4 separate regions of the Mus musculus genome follow, and regions 2, 3 and 4 are each linked to region 1. A link is a contact called in public ChIA-PET, Micro-C and promoter capture Hi-C data. All regions are on one chromosome and are shown on one strand. The core of a region is the stretch at or near the end of the contact, and the rest is flanking DNA. Distances in the headings are between cores, read along the strand shown.

What was found. Promoter capture Hi-C pulls out the DNA fragments that hold promoters and counts their contacts. A called contact is a pair of places that touch in the nucleus more often than the background predicts. ChIA-PET counts read pairs in DNA pulled down with a chosen protein or histone mark.
Region 2: an RNA polymerase II ChIA-PET map of effector CD8 T cells shows a contact between it and region 1, with 7 read pairs. The contact joins the promoter of Rad51 here to the promoter of Oip5os1 in region 1. A contact is called at or near these places in 1 of 39 promoter capture datasets (pre-B cells), 3 of 115 datasets of contacts at active chromatin or transcription factors (effector CD8 T cells, embryonic stem cells and pro-B cells) and 1 of 9 other capture datasets (adipose tissue).
Region 3: a promoter capture Hi-C map of erythroid cells shows a contact between it and region 1, with 13 times the contacts expected there. The contact joins the promoter of Mga here to the promoter of Oip5os1 in region 1. A contact is called at or near these places in 3 of 39 promoter capture datasets (erythroid cells, hippocampal neurons and pre-B cells), 1 of 484 Hi-C or Micro-C datasets (embryonic stem cells) and 1 of 115 datasets of contacts at active chromatin or transcription factors (memory CD8 T cells).
Region 4: a Micro-C map of embryonic stem cells shows a contact between it and region 1, with 2.0 times the contacts expected there. The contact joins the promoter of Dll4 here to the promoter of Oip5os1 in region 1. A contact is called at or near these places in 9 of 39 promoter capture datasets (cranial neural crest, frontonasal cranial neural crest, hematopoietic stem and progenitor cells and 5 more), 1 of 15 datasets of contacts at CTCF or cohesin (the NIH/3T3 cell line) and 4 of 484 Hi-C or Micro-C datasets (B cells, Th1 cells and embryonic stem cells).

What each region holds. Positions count from the first base shown.
Region 1 is chr2:119,592,974-119,595,630 of GRCm38.p6, forward strand. Oip5os1 (Opa interacting protein 5, opposite strand 1) reads left to right here and starts at 1,323. Exons shown (of 3, transcript NR_027832.1): 1 at 1,323-1,461.
Region 2 is chr2:119,111,459-119,114,115 of GRCm38.p6, forward strand. It overlaps Rad51 (RAD51 recombinase), which reads left to right and starts at 1,356. Exons shown (of 10, transcript NM_011234.5): 1 at 1,356-1,576.
Region 3 is chr2:119,895,875-119,898,531 of GRCm38.p6, forward strand. Mga (MAX gene associated) reads left to right here and starts at 1,354. Exons shown (of 24, transcript NM_013720.2): 1 at 1,354-1,472.
Region 4 is chr2:119,324,441-119,327,097 of GRCm38.p6, forward strand. Dll4 (delta like canonical Notch ligand 4) reads left to right here and starts at 1,344. Exons shown (of 11, transcript NM_019454.3): 1 at 1,344-1,766; 2 at 1,875-2,147; 3 at 2,623-2,657. The coding sequence starts at 1,701. Gm14207 (predicted gene 14207) reads right to left here and starts at 1,757. Exons shown (of 4, transcript NR_030683.1): 1 at 1,541-1,757; 2 at 728-889; 3 at 405-536.

The DNA of each region.
Region 1 (2,657 bases), core at 73-2,572:
ATATCGCTCCTTTGGATTACTGTTGTCTGTGCATCTGTCTGTCCCTACTCAGTCCTGCACCTCACCATATTCCTCCGTTGACACTCACCTGGACCCCTCAGCTAGCTTCAATACTCTGTGTCTTTCTAAATGAGTTCATCAATATCTAACTGTGGTGACTTTTCCCATTTATATCAGCTCTGTCTGGATGTAGTAAAACCTCACTGAACACAGAGGTTTGTGTAATCCTTTGCAGGCCTTCTGTAGTCTAAGTATATACAGATATACAGTGTGCCTATTCATACACAGAGACATACGGTGCAGTGATGTGTGATCTGATAGTAGCTAACACTCAAAGAACCTGTCTTTGGATGGAGGACATTGTTGCTCACTTGAGATTCAGGACATAACCAGTGTGGTAATTCTGTTACATTGCAATTTGAGGCCAGCCTGGGATACACAAGGTCTCTGTCACCAGCCCAGCTATAAAGGGAAATCAAGGCTGATGGCCAGTTGCAGCCAATAAATCAATGTAGCTTGTGAATTTATTATTATTCAATAGGTTCTAACATTCTAATAATAATAACGAATAATGTAATTATTATTATTATTATTATTTTATTAGCCAATAGATTCAATAGACAACTGTGTTTTGTCTTTGTATGGCATAGCATCCTTATCACAGAGGGAAGCATAGAAATTTGGATTTAATAAATGGCCTAGTGATAACCCCGTCATTTAGGAAGCACTGCTTATCCAGAAGAACGTGTGTCATCACCTGGAAGAGTCACACTATTGCCTTCACTACCTCTCCTGGAAATACCGCTAAAGGATCTCTAAATCCTACAACTGGAACAAACAACAAATGCAGTTTAACATTTTCTCAGGCAGCGGGCAGGCCCTTTTAAGGTGAGGAAAACTACGCTACTGTATTGACCTTTAAACAGCAGGCAACATTCTCTCAAGTGGGTCAAAGTCAGAAGAACTGACACCATGAAATTGTTCCTCTGGGTGTAGTGTTAGTCCGGGTATAAAAATCCTTTAGCCAAGAGAGGAATTACTAGTAACAGTATATTTTTACAGTAACGATAATTTAAAATAGTCATTTGGCCTTGTAGTGCTATCTTACTAAAAAGTGAGACTGCCTCCGTGCGGAATGTTTTTCCTCAAGTGAATTACAACAACCCTTTTCCTCCTTAACTTCAACTGGAGCACTAAGCTCCAACAACAAAAAATAGAACCAGAGAGAGGGATTGATTGAAGTACTTCCCAGCCAATCCGCGATGGAAAAAGAGCGCGCGAGCAAGGTGCTGTCCAATCATCACTCGGAGGCGGGGCGGAGCCTTTCGCGCCTCCGCCCCTGGGTTGGCGGACAGGGGAAGGAGCGAAGATGGCGGAGTGAGGCGTGCCCCGGGCAGCTGGCCTGCGGGCCCGGGGCAGGCCTCCCGTGAGAAGCGGAGTACTTGTGCTGGACCGTGTGAGGTGAGCTGAGAAGTCCGTCTGTCTATCGGGAGACGAGCAGCCGGTGGGGCGGCACAACTCGGGACGGGGTAGCGGCGAGCCTAATGAGGGAGCCGGCGAGGCCTGGGCCTGACAGGGCTTTGCATTCGCAGCCGCGTCCGGTCGGCTCCGCCGCCTCCGGGTATGTGGCCGCGTCCTTCCCTTACCAGCGCTCCACGCCCTTCCTTGCGCCCTTCGCTTTGGCCGCTGCGTGCTTTGCCCTGGTTCTCTGAGTTGCACGTACGCCGGCCGTATCGGGAAGCCGCTGTGTGCACCTCCCTTTTATTTTTCTAAGACTATCTCTGTATTGTTTGACCCTTTACCGAAGGCGTCACCGGTTGAGGTTGACAGGCCTGTTGCAGCTCTGGGCATTTTGTGTCCCTGGCGCGTTGACCTTGAGATTTGCTGTAAGAGGCTCCCTCTGGTATTTTCATTTGAGTATGTGTATTACAGATAGACTCTTGCAGCCTTTACCTCATACTCGCCCCTGCCAAACTTTTATGACCGTAGTAAGCAGCTTTGTCCTTGGACGTCCTGATAATGCCCTTATGGCGCATTAGTTTCGGCAAACGGGTCTCAGTGGAATTCACCTATGTTGATTTCTTACCCAGGATCAAGGGAAACGGCTTACGATGCTTTTCTTTTCGTTTTTTTAGAACTATAGTTCTGGAAGTACTGCTGGAATCTCATTTGTGTAGTTGGTGTACACTGGTGACAGTGTAGTACTAACAAGATATTTATATTTGATTCTTATTTAATTTTATCTCTTTGTAATTGGGAGCCCCCTTACTTTTATTGGTATTCAGCTAAATTCTCGGAAAGTCTTTGCTTCTGAATTCTGGATCGGGGAGACATTTGCTGCGTGTGTTGGTGCTCAGGGCCAGAAATTTACATCTATCAAAACCTTGTTTCAGAAATAAACTGGCATATTAGTGAGAGCCAGTTCAAATGGAAAAATCATAATGTGAGTGAATGTTTGTGATAGATTATATGGTTTTTGTTAGCCCTAGACTTAGCAGAGCTGAAGCAGGAAGCACTTGCTTAGGGGGTGAAAAAAAAACCAAAAAACAAAACCCCTCCCCTTTAGCACAAGTAGTTTTTCTTTTTAATATGATCCACAAGTAGAAAAAAATAGGTATGAGCCAGAGGAAGGGAATATAACATCCTTCCTCATCTTA
Region 2 (2,657 bases), core at 106-2,605, 480 kb before region 1:
TGCTCTTCCGAAGGTCCTGAGTTCAAATCCCAGCAACCACATGGTGGCTCACAACCATCCGTAACGAAATCTGATGCCCTCTTCTGGAGTGTCTGAAGACAGCTACAGGGTACTTACATATAATAAATAAATCTTAAAAAAAAAATTACCTAGGGCTGAAGAGATGGCTCAGCAGTTAGGAGCACTGAGTCCAGTTCCCAGTAACCACATGGTGGCTCACAACCATCTGTAAATGGAATCACAACCATCTGTAAATGGAATCTGATGCCCTCTGGATGTCTGAAGACAGCTACAGTGTACTCATTAAATATAAGTAATTTTCAGCTAAGCATGCAGCTACGTTGTTGAAGTGCTTGTGTGGCATGCATACAATCCAGGATTCAATCCCCAACACAGAACATAGTAATGTTCCAGCAGTACAGGAAACAAAGGTGGGAGAAGGATTGTCATTCTTGGCATAGAGTTAAGGAGCCGGGCGGTGGTGGCACACGCCAGCACTTGGGAGGCAGAGGCAGGCGGATTTCTGAGTTCGAGGCCAGCCTGGTCTACAAAGTGAGTCCAGACAGCCAAGGCTACACAGAGAAACCCTGTCTCGAAACCAAAAAAAAAAAAAAAAAAAAAAAAAAAAGAGTTCAAGGAGTATGAGATCTTGTCTGAAAACACCTAGATGTATAACAAGAAACATACGAAGTTCCTGGCAAACTCCACAAACCTTTACTTTATTCAATTTTGCTCCTACTTTTCTGGAGTAACCACTACAAAGCGAGAGAAGAAAAAAAACACTAGAGAGTGAGTTATTTCGCTTTAGTTTTTGGTAGTTTTATGAATGTATATATTTAGATTATATCCACCGGTCCCAACCCCCGCCCAATTAAAAGGTTTTTTTTTTCCACCTCGCTGATTCCCACACTGGTTTTCTAATCGCTGGCTCCATTCGCAGGTTTTATCTTTATTCCAGCTTCTTCATCTCTGCCGCCCACAGAGACCAAGAGAACACCTGGTTCCAAAGCATACCATCCCAACTACCAAAGATCCACACTCTGCCAGAACTGGCCAAAGCCTTTCTGACCGAAGTCCACATCCGCTGTGCAAGAAGTTTTGCAGAGGTGCTTCCGCAGCAGTGCATTCTGGGTTATGTAGTCCTGGGCTGATCACATCGTCTTTGCAGACTTGTAGTCCTCAGTCGGGTAACCAGAAAGGCCGGATCAGAACAATCATAAAGGAAGGGAAGAGTGACCCTACGAAATCACTCGGCTTCAAAGCCGTCCGGCATGTCCGTCAGGTTCGCAGCAGAAGCGGAAGTAGGTATGAGGCGGGTCGGAGAAAGGCGTGATGACGTTGCAGCGATAGGAGCGTGAGGATTTGGCGGGATTTCCGAAAGTCGCGCGCCGTGCGCAGATCCGCGCCTGGGCAAAGCCGAGGCGCTCCCACAGGTGTGGCCAGGAAGACTGAAATTTTTCGTAGAAAACCTGACAGAGGAGCAACGAAGCGCGTTCGAGCCGGGTGAAGTGGGGGGAGTGTGGTGTGTGCAGAGCCGGCTGCCCGGAGGAGCGAGCGGCCCGTGGCCGCGGGACAGGTGAGTGTGCGGCGCCGGCGCACCCCTTCCATGGCCGCTCGGCTTCTTGAGCCGGCTCAGGCCAGTGCTCCCGTAGCCAGCTTTGTGGGTCCCCTCTACGCTGAGAAACCGGAGAAAGGCGGAGCAGGGCGACCAACCGACCGACGCTAACTGACCCACTGAATTCGTTGTGGAGAAAACCGACCTGTACTTCAAGCATTTGTTTTGAGACCCGAGGTCACGACCTAGGCTGGGCAGGGCTCGAACTGCTACCCTTAGTCTCCCAATGCTGGGATTTACAAACTTTCAGGTTCACTTCTGTGGTCCGGACGCAGGAAGCTGAGATCAGAGAAAAGTGCTCACAGCTGTTACGTAGTAGGGCCAGGGCTAACAGATTCTTGGTTACTTTAAAATGAGGGTAGTGGCTGGTCTCTCTGGAGACTGAAGTAGAAGGCCCCAGAGTTCAAAGATTGCGTAAGCAAAAGAGTAGCAAAGACCGAGAAATAAAACAAATTTCTAAAGAGAATCTTGGCTAGATGACTCACCTATATAATCGTAGCACTTGGGAGAGGCAGGAGGATGACAGTTTCAAGACCATCCTGAGCCACAAATGGAAGAGCTGTCTCAGAAAAGGAAAAGTGAAGAACAGGGGCTGGAAGGTGGCTCTGCTGTTAAGAGCACTTGCTGCTCTTCCCAAGGAACTGAGTTCAGCTCCTGTACCCACATGGTGGCTTACAACCAACCATAACTCCAGTTCCAGGGGATCCAGTGCCGCCTTCTGACCTCAGATACCAGGCATGCTTGTGGTACGCACACATGTATGCAGGCAAAATTCTCATGAACAAAAAAGAAATCTAAAAGGAACTTCCAAGAAATAAAAATAAAATGAAGTATAAAATACAAAGATGTATAAAATACAAGTGTATACGTGAGTGAATACAAAGTGAATATATTGGGGGCTAGAGAGAGGGCTCAGTGGTTAAGAGCACTGACTGCTCTTTTGAAGGTCCCAAGTTCAAATCCCAGCAACCACATGGTGGCTCACAGCCATCAGTACAACTGCAGTGTACTCATATACATAAAATAAAATCTTTCAAAAACA
Region 3 (2,657 bases), core at 104-2,603, 300 kb after region 1:
CTGCCTATGTGTTGCGTATCTCCTCAGGAATAAATAGCTAAGTGAAACGAAGCAAGTCAGATCAACCCTGTTGGCTATCCTTGTCCTTCCTCTTGGCTCCATCCTTACATTCTTGGTTTCCTTCAAAGTGTTTGTATTGTCACTTAGCACAAAATAAGTTTTTCTATTATCTCTTGAGAGTGAAAAGTTTGGGAATATGGACTGCATTTTATGTTTTCTACTTAATTATTTCGTAATTACTCCTTTTCACTTTAAACATTTACTGGTAGGTTAGCAGCATGAAAGTAGTAAATGGTAGAGAAAAAAACCTAAAATTTTTGATGTTTGGTTGAGAATTATTGCTCTCTGACTTAGTTTGGCAATTGTCTGACATACTTGTTGGTTAATGTTTTCTTTACATTTTTAAGCTTCATTGTCTTGAAGAAGCAACAACAACAACAAAAATATACATTGTTGGTTAATGTTTTCTTTACATTTTTAAGCTTCATTGTCTTGAAGAAGCAACAACAACAACAAAAATATTCTTGACCATTTCTTTTTAAGACATCTTTCATCTTGGTATCAGGCAATTTAGTGGCAGCTCTTTTTCCTTTATAGAACCTTTCTTTGCTTTGCTTTTCATTCCAGCACGGTGTCTTGGCAGCCTAGCCTACTCTGGAACGTGAACTCACTATAGAATTCAGGTTAGCCTCGAACTCGCAGCAATCCTGCTTCAGCCTCAGTGTTGAGAATATAGGCATAAACTTCCATTCTCTGCGCTCAACAAGGCTTTCTCGAATTTTCCTAGTGTTCTTTGTTGGCGAATATTGGAAAATTGCTTACTCTTCTTTCGTGGTGTTTGCTTCAAGCTTTTCCAGTGTTCTGGTACTTTCCAACCCCATAGCACTTTGTACAGGAGGTCCTCCGTTTTTTTTTTTTTTTTTTTTTTTTTTTTGAAGGATTTGCGAAGCCAGGAGGTCTATGAAGCTTCATGTGGGTGGGGCTGGGTACGGCAGGGGCGGGGCCGGTGAGAAGTCTCTGGGAAAGGCTGAAGAGTCTTGTTGGGAAAGGCCTGGAGGGCAGTGGTTTCAGAATTTTCACGAAGGCTTCGAATACAGGATTGAGCGTATTGTGTACCTCTCTCCTGTCTCTCCTTTCCTGATTCTGGAAGCTTCATAAGTTCTTTCTGGATTACTAAAATGCGAAAAGGCTACGGCTTCGGCTCCGTGGGCGGAACCCAAGGGTCCTGACGCTGCTCCGGGCTGTTTGGCCTCCTGATGTTGGGGGAGGGGCAAAGAGGTGCTGCTCGCGCCTCCCTATGCGCCTGCGCGGTCGGCTCCAAGCTGGTAGGAGCGCGTGCGCAGTGACGTGGACATCCGGTGCGTGCGCAGGCTCTTCAGCTGAAGCGGACACACGGTGTGCGAACCCTTCAGAATAACCCTCCCCTAGAGGGATGTGAAGGACTCGGGGTGAGGCCGGCCACGCCCCGCACGGTAACTCTCGGGCCTGGGTGGAGGGCGTCGCTTCAATAGTGGCCCGATTGGAGTTTTTTTGAGTTTAAACCACTTGTGTATTTGAACGGCTTGCCCAGCGTTCCGCAGAGAGAGCTTCGCACGCCTGGGCCTGGCTGGGCCTTACGCTGTGCAGCCTTTGGTCCCTTGAGCGAGTTGCGCATGTCATCTCGCACGCCTCCCCGACCTCACTTCCGTGTCGCTCGGAGAACTAACTAGGAACATCGACGCCGGAGACCGAGACCACGAGGCGGGCGGGGTGAGAAGTGCCTACGGCACGGCCCTGCCCTCGCGTGCGTGGGGTGTTGAACAGCATGGCACGTTCCGCGTGACGATTTCTAGCCTGGTTATCGATGGAATAAGCACAGGTTTTAAGAGTTCAGCTCTCTGAGTTTCAACTCTCCGAGGGAAACAACCAATGTCTGTTTCTCCAAGGAACTGGATGCAGTGTTTTGACACCTATTCAAACATTTCCTAGCGTGTAATTTCGGGTCAAATTGAGGCAAGGCCCCGAATTTAATGAGGGGGCGATGAGTGAGTTGAATGAGAGTGAGAACTTTGTAAACAAAGGAGCTGTGATTTGTAAGTGCTAATTCGAAGGCGGAGAAAACAGGTAGGGAACAGGTGGTGGTTCCTTTTTCTCTTTCTGGGGTAACCTGACTGGTTTTCTGTCCATAGGACTTCCCGTTTCTGTTGAATTTTCAAGTACGTCTTTGAGTCGAGTGTAAGGTGCGCAAGGGCATTAGCCTTCTCTTTCGTTCCCCAAGAATGTCTCTTTTTCTCTGGCAAAAGGATGGTAGCAGGCATGGGTGAAGAGTGCCTGAAGAGTGGCTTGATTAGTAGAACGGGAAAAATCTCCGTCTGAGGGAGACCCACTCTTGTTCGCGTCGCCGAAGCCGACACGTGGATCTTGAGAAGTTAGGGCTCACTTATGCTCAGTCTGTGGGTGTTGTTGAGCTTGCCAAGCTTGCGTGTCCAAGTGCTTGGTCAACTCTGCCTGTCTTGCTGGCTTTTTGCGCACGACGCTGCTGCAGTTAAGGTGCAGGAGAGTAGCGAGAGGACTGCTGGGAAATGGGCTGGCGGGGTGACTAGTTGTGTAGTCTCCAAGGTAACCGAAAGCGGCTGAACAGCCTTAGGAACACAGGGTTCCGCCTGGCTGCACGTGAT
Region 4 (2,657 bases), core at 94-2,593, 270 kb before region 1:
GCCAGCAATCACCACGCGGGAGGGCTGACAGCTGAAGCCACAGGGCCCCCACCGCTCTCACTGTAGGAGAGAGAGAGAGAGAGAGAGAGAGAGAGAGAGAGAGAGAGAGAGAGAGAGAGAGAGAGAGAGAGAGAGAGAGAGAGAGAGAGAGAGAGAGAGAGAGAAATCTAGCACCCCCCAAAACTGGGAGAAGCCAGCCCTCCCCGGTCTGCAGCCTCGGGGGAGCACGACGGGTTCTGGGAAAGCAGCTGCAGGGTTTGCGCTCGGAGGCCACCCGGGAGAGGCGCGCGTGTGACATGGGTGAAACCACCCGAAACTCAAACAACTCTATGCGCCTCCAGTTCCACCCTACATCCTGCCCTATGCAGAGAGATCTAGACCTGATCAGCCTCAAGCTCTCTCACCTTGCCTCTCAAGTGGCCCAAGGAAATTCTGGAATTAAGAAAGTTTCCTCCCTACTCCAGCGGAGCTAGGGGACGCGGGTGGGGGCCAGGATGAGGATATGGAGACCAAGCGCGACCCAGGTGAGATAGGCACTGAGGGAAAAGACTAGAACCTCATTACCATACAGCTGAGGACCCCCCCCCCACTTCGAGAACCACGCCCCCCACCTCTCTTTCGAACCTCTAGTCCTGGCTCTAGCACGAGCCAGGAGGGAGTGGGGGTGGGGGACAAAGAGAGAAGGCACGCGCTGGGCACGCCCTGCTGCTTGAGGTGACACGCCTACCAGGTGCAGAGAAGACCAGAGTCCTAGACGCTTGGCCCTTTGCCTTGCTTGGAATAGCCAGGGAAAGGTTAAGGCGTCGGATGGCTTCCCTGCGGTGCTGGGGACGCGTGGAGGGTGGGCACACATAGGCTGGAGGCCAGCGAGGCAGGAGCTACCTAAAGTCTGGAAAGGAAAGGGAGATCCAAATCCCCTGGTCCTGCTTTTTGCTTTCCTAGTTTAAGCTTTCCCCACCTGCTAGAGGACTGTAGGTATCTAATGCCTGGATCAGGTGCACCGCCTACGGGGACCCCTTAGAGTTTCCACCCCCTGGACCATTCGGGAACCACCTCACCTCCCGCCGCATCACTGGGCTACCCTCCTATCCTCTGGTGGCGAGGGTCTCAGCCTTTAAGCAGACGATCTCTAAGGACTGCTCGCCGGGCACGCGCAGAGCTGGAAGCCCAGAAGTTGGAAGAGGGGCGGGGACCTGCGCCCTACTGGCTGGCTGACAGGGGGAGCGGCGGGGGCGGAGGCCCCCTCCGGTGGGTGCTGGGACTGTAGCCACTAGAGGCCTGGAGGGGAGGGGAGAGTGACCGTGAGTCTGTCTGACTGACAGGCTGCGAAGAGCAGCCAATATATATAAGAAAGGCTCTGGAGCAAGCAGGTTTCAGTAGCGGCGCTGCTCGCAGGCTAGGAACCCGAGGCCAAGAGCTGCAGCCAAAGTCACTTGGGTGCAGTGTACTCCCTCACTAGCCCGCTCGAGACCCTAGGATTTGCTCCAGGACACGTACTTAGAGCAGCCACCGCCCAGTCGCCCTCACCTGGATTACCTACCGAGGCATCGAGCAGCGGAGTTTTTGAGAAGGCGACAAGGGAGCAGCGTCCCGAGGGGAATCAGCTTTTCAGGAACTCGGCTGGCAGACGGGACTTGCGGGAGAGCGACATCCCTAACAAGCAGATTCGGAGTCCCGGAGTGGAGAGGACACCCCAAGGGATGACGCCTGCGTCCCGGAGCGCCTGTCGCTGGGCGCTACTGCTGCTGGCGGTACTGTGGCCGCAGGTAATGTCTCACGTCCTCTCCGCCCCCTCCCGCAGCGCTCCGGGCTTGCGCCCCGGCCCCGGCTGAGCCTGACCGCTCTCCTCCCTCCTTCTCTCGGTCCCTGTGCAGCAGCGCGCTGCGGGCTCCGGCATCTTCCAGCTGCGGCTGCAGGAGTTCGTCAACCAGCGCGGTATGCTGGCCAATGGGCAGTCCTGCGAACCGGGCTGCCGGACTTTCTTCCGCATCTGCCTTAAGCACTTCCAGGCAACCTTCTCCGAGGGACCCTGCACCTTTGGCAATGTCTCCACGCCGGTATTGGGCACCAACTCCTTCGTCGTCAGGGACAAGAATAGCGGCAGTGGTCGCAACCCTCTGCAGTTGCCCTTCAATTTCACCTGGCCGGTAAGCACAACTTAAATGCACCGGGAGATAACCGAAGGGAAAGAAGGGAGCGCCGGGACACCAGAGCTCCTTTCCAAAGCGCTCTCTGGAGAGCCCCAAGGGCTCTTTCTCTTCTGCCCCCGCCCCCCTGTTCTCTCATAGGATCATCCCGGAGAGGCTTTGGTTAGTCTTTCCTCCCAGTTTCTTCCCTTTCCTTCTCCCCAATTCTTGGGATACGAATTTCATTACCAAACCCCCAACGCGGCGCCGCCCGCCCACCCCCCGGCTCTCACTTACACTCCCGCATCCCTCATCCCTCCCCTGCCTTCTCAGCTCGCGCGCAGCGCTGCGCGAACACCAGTTATGTTGAGCCGAGCTCCGTAACTATATCCTGCAATTAGATTAATTAAACAGGCTGCTGCGAGGCACCCCCTCCTTTCCCTCCCTGCTGATATCGCTATCTCTAATGTCCCCCACCCCCCCTTTTGCTTCCCAGGGAACCTTCTCACTCAACATCCAAGCTTGGCACAC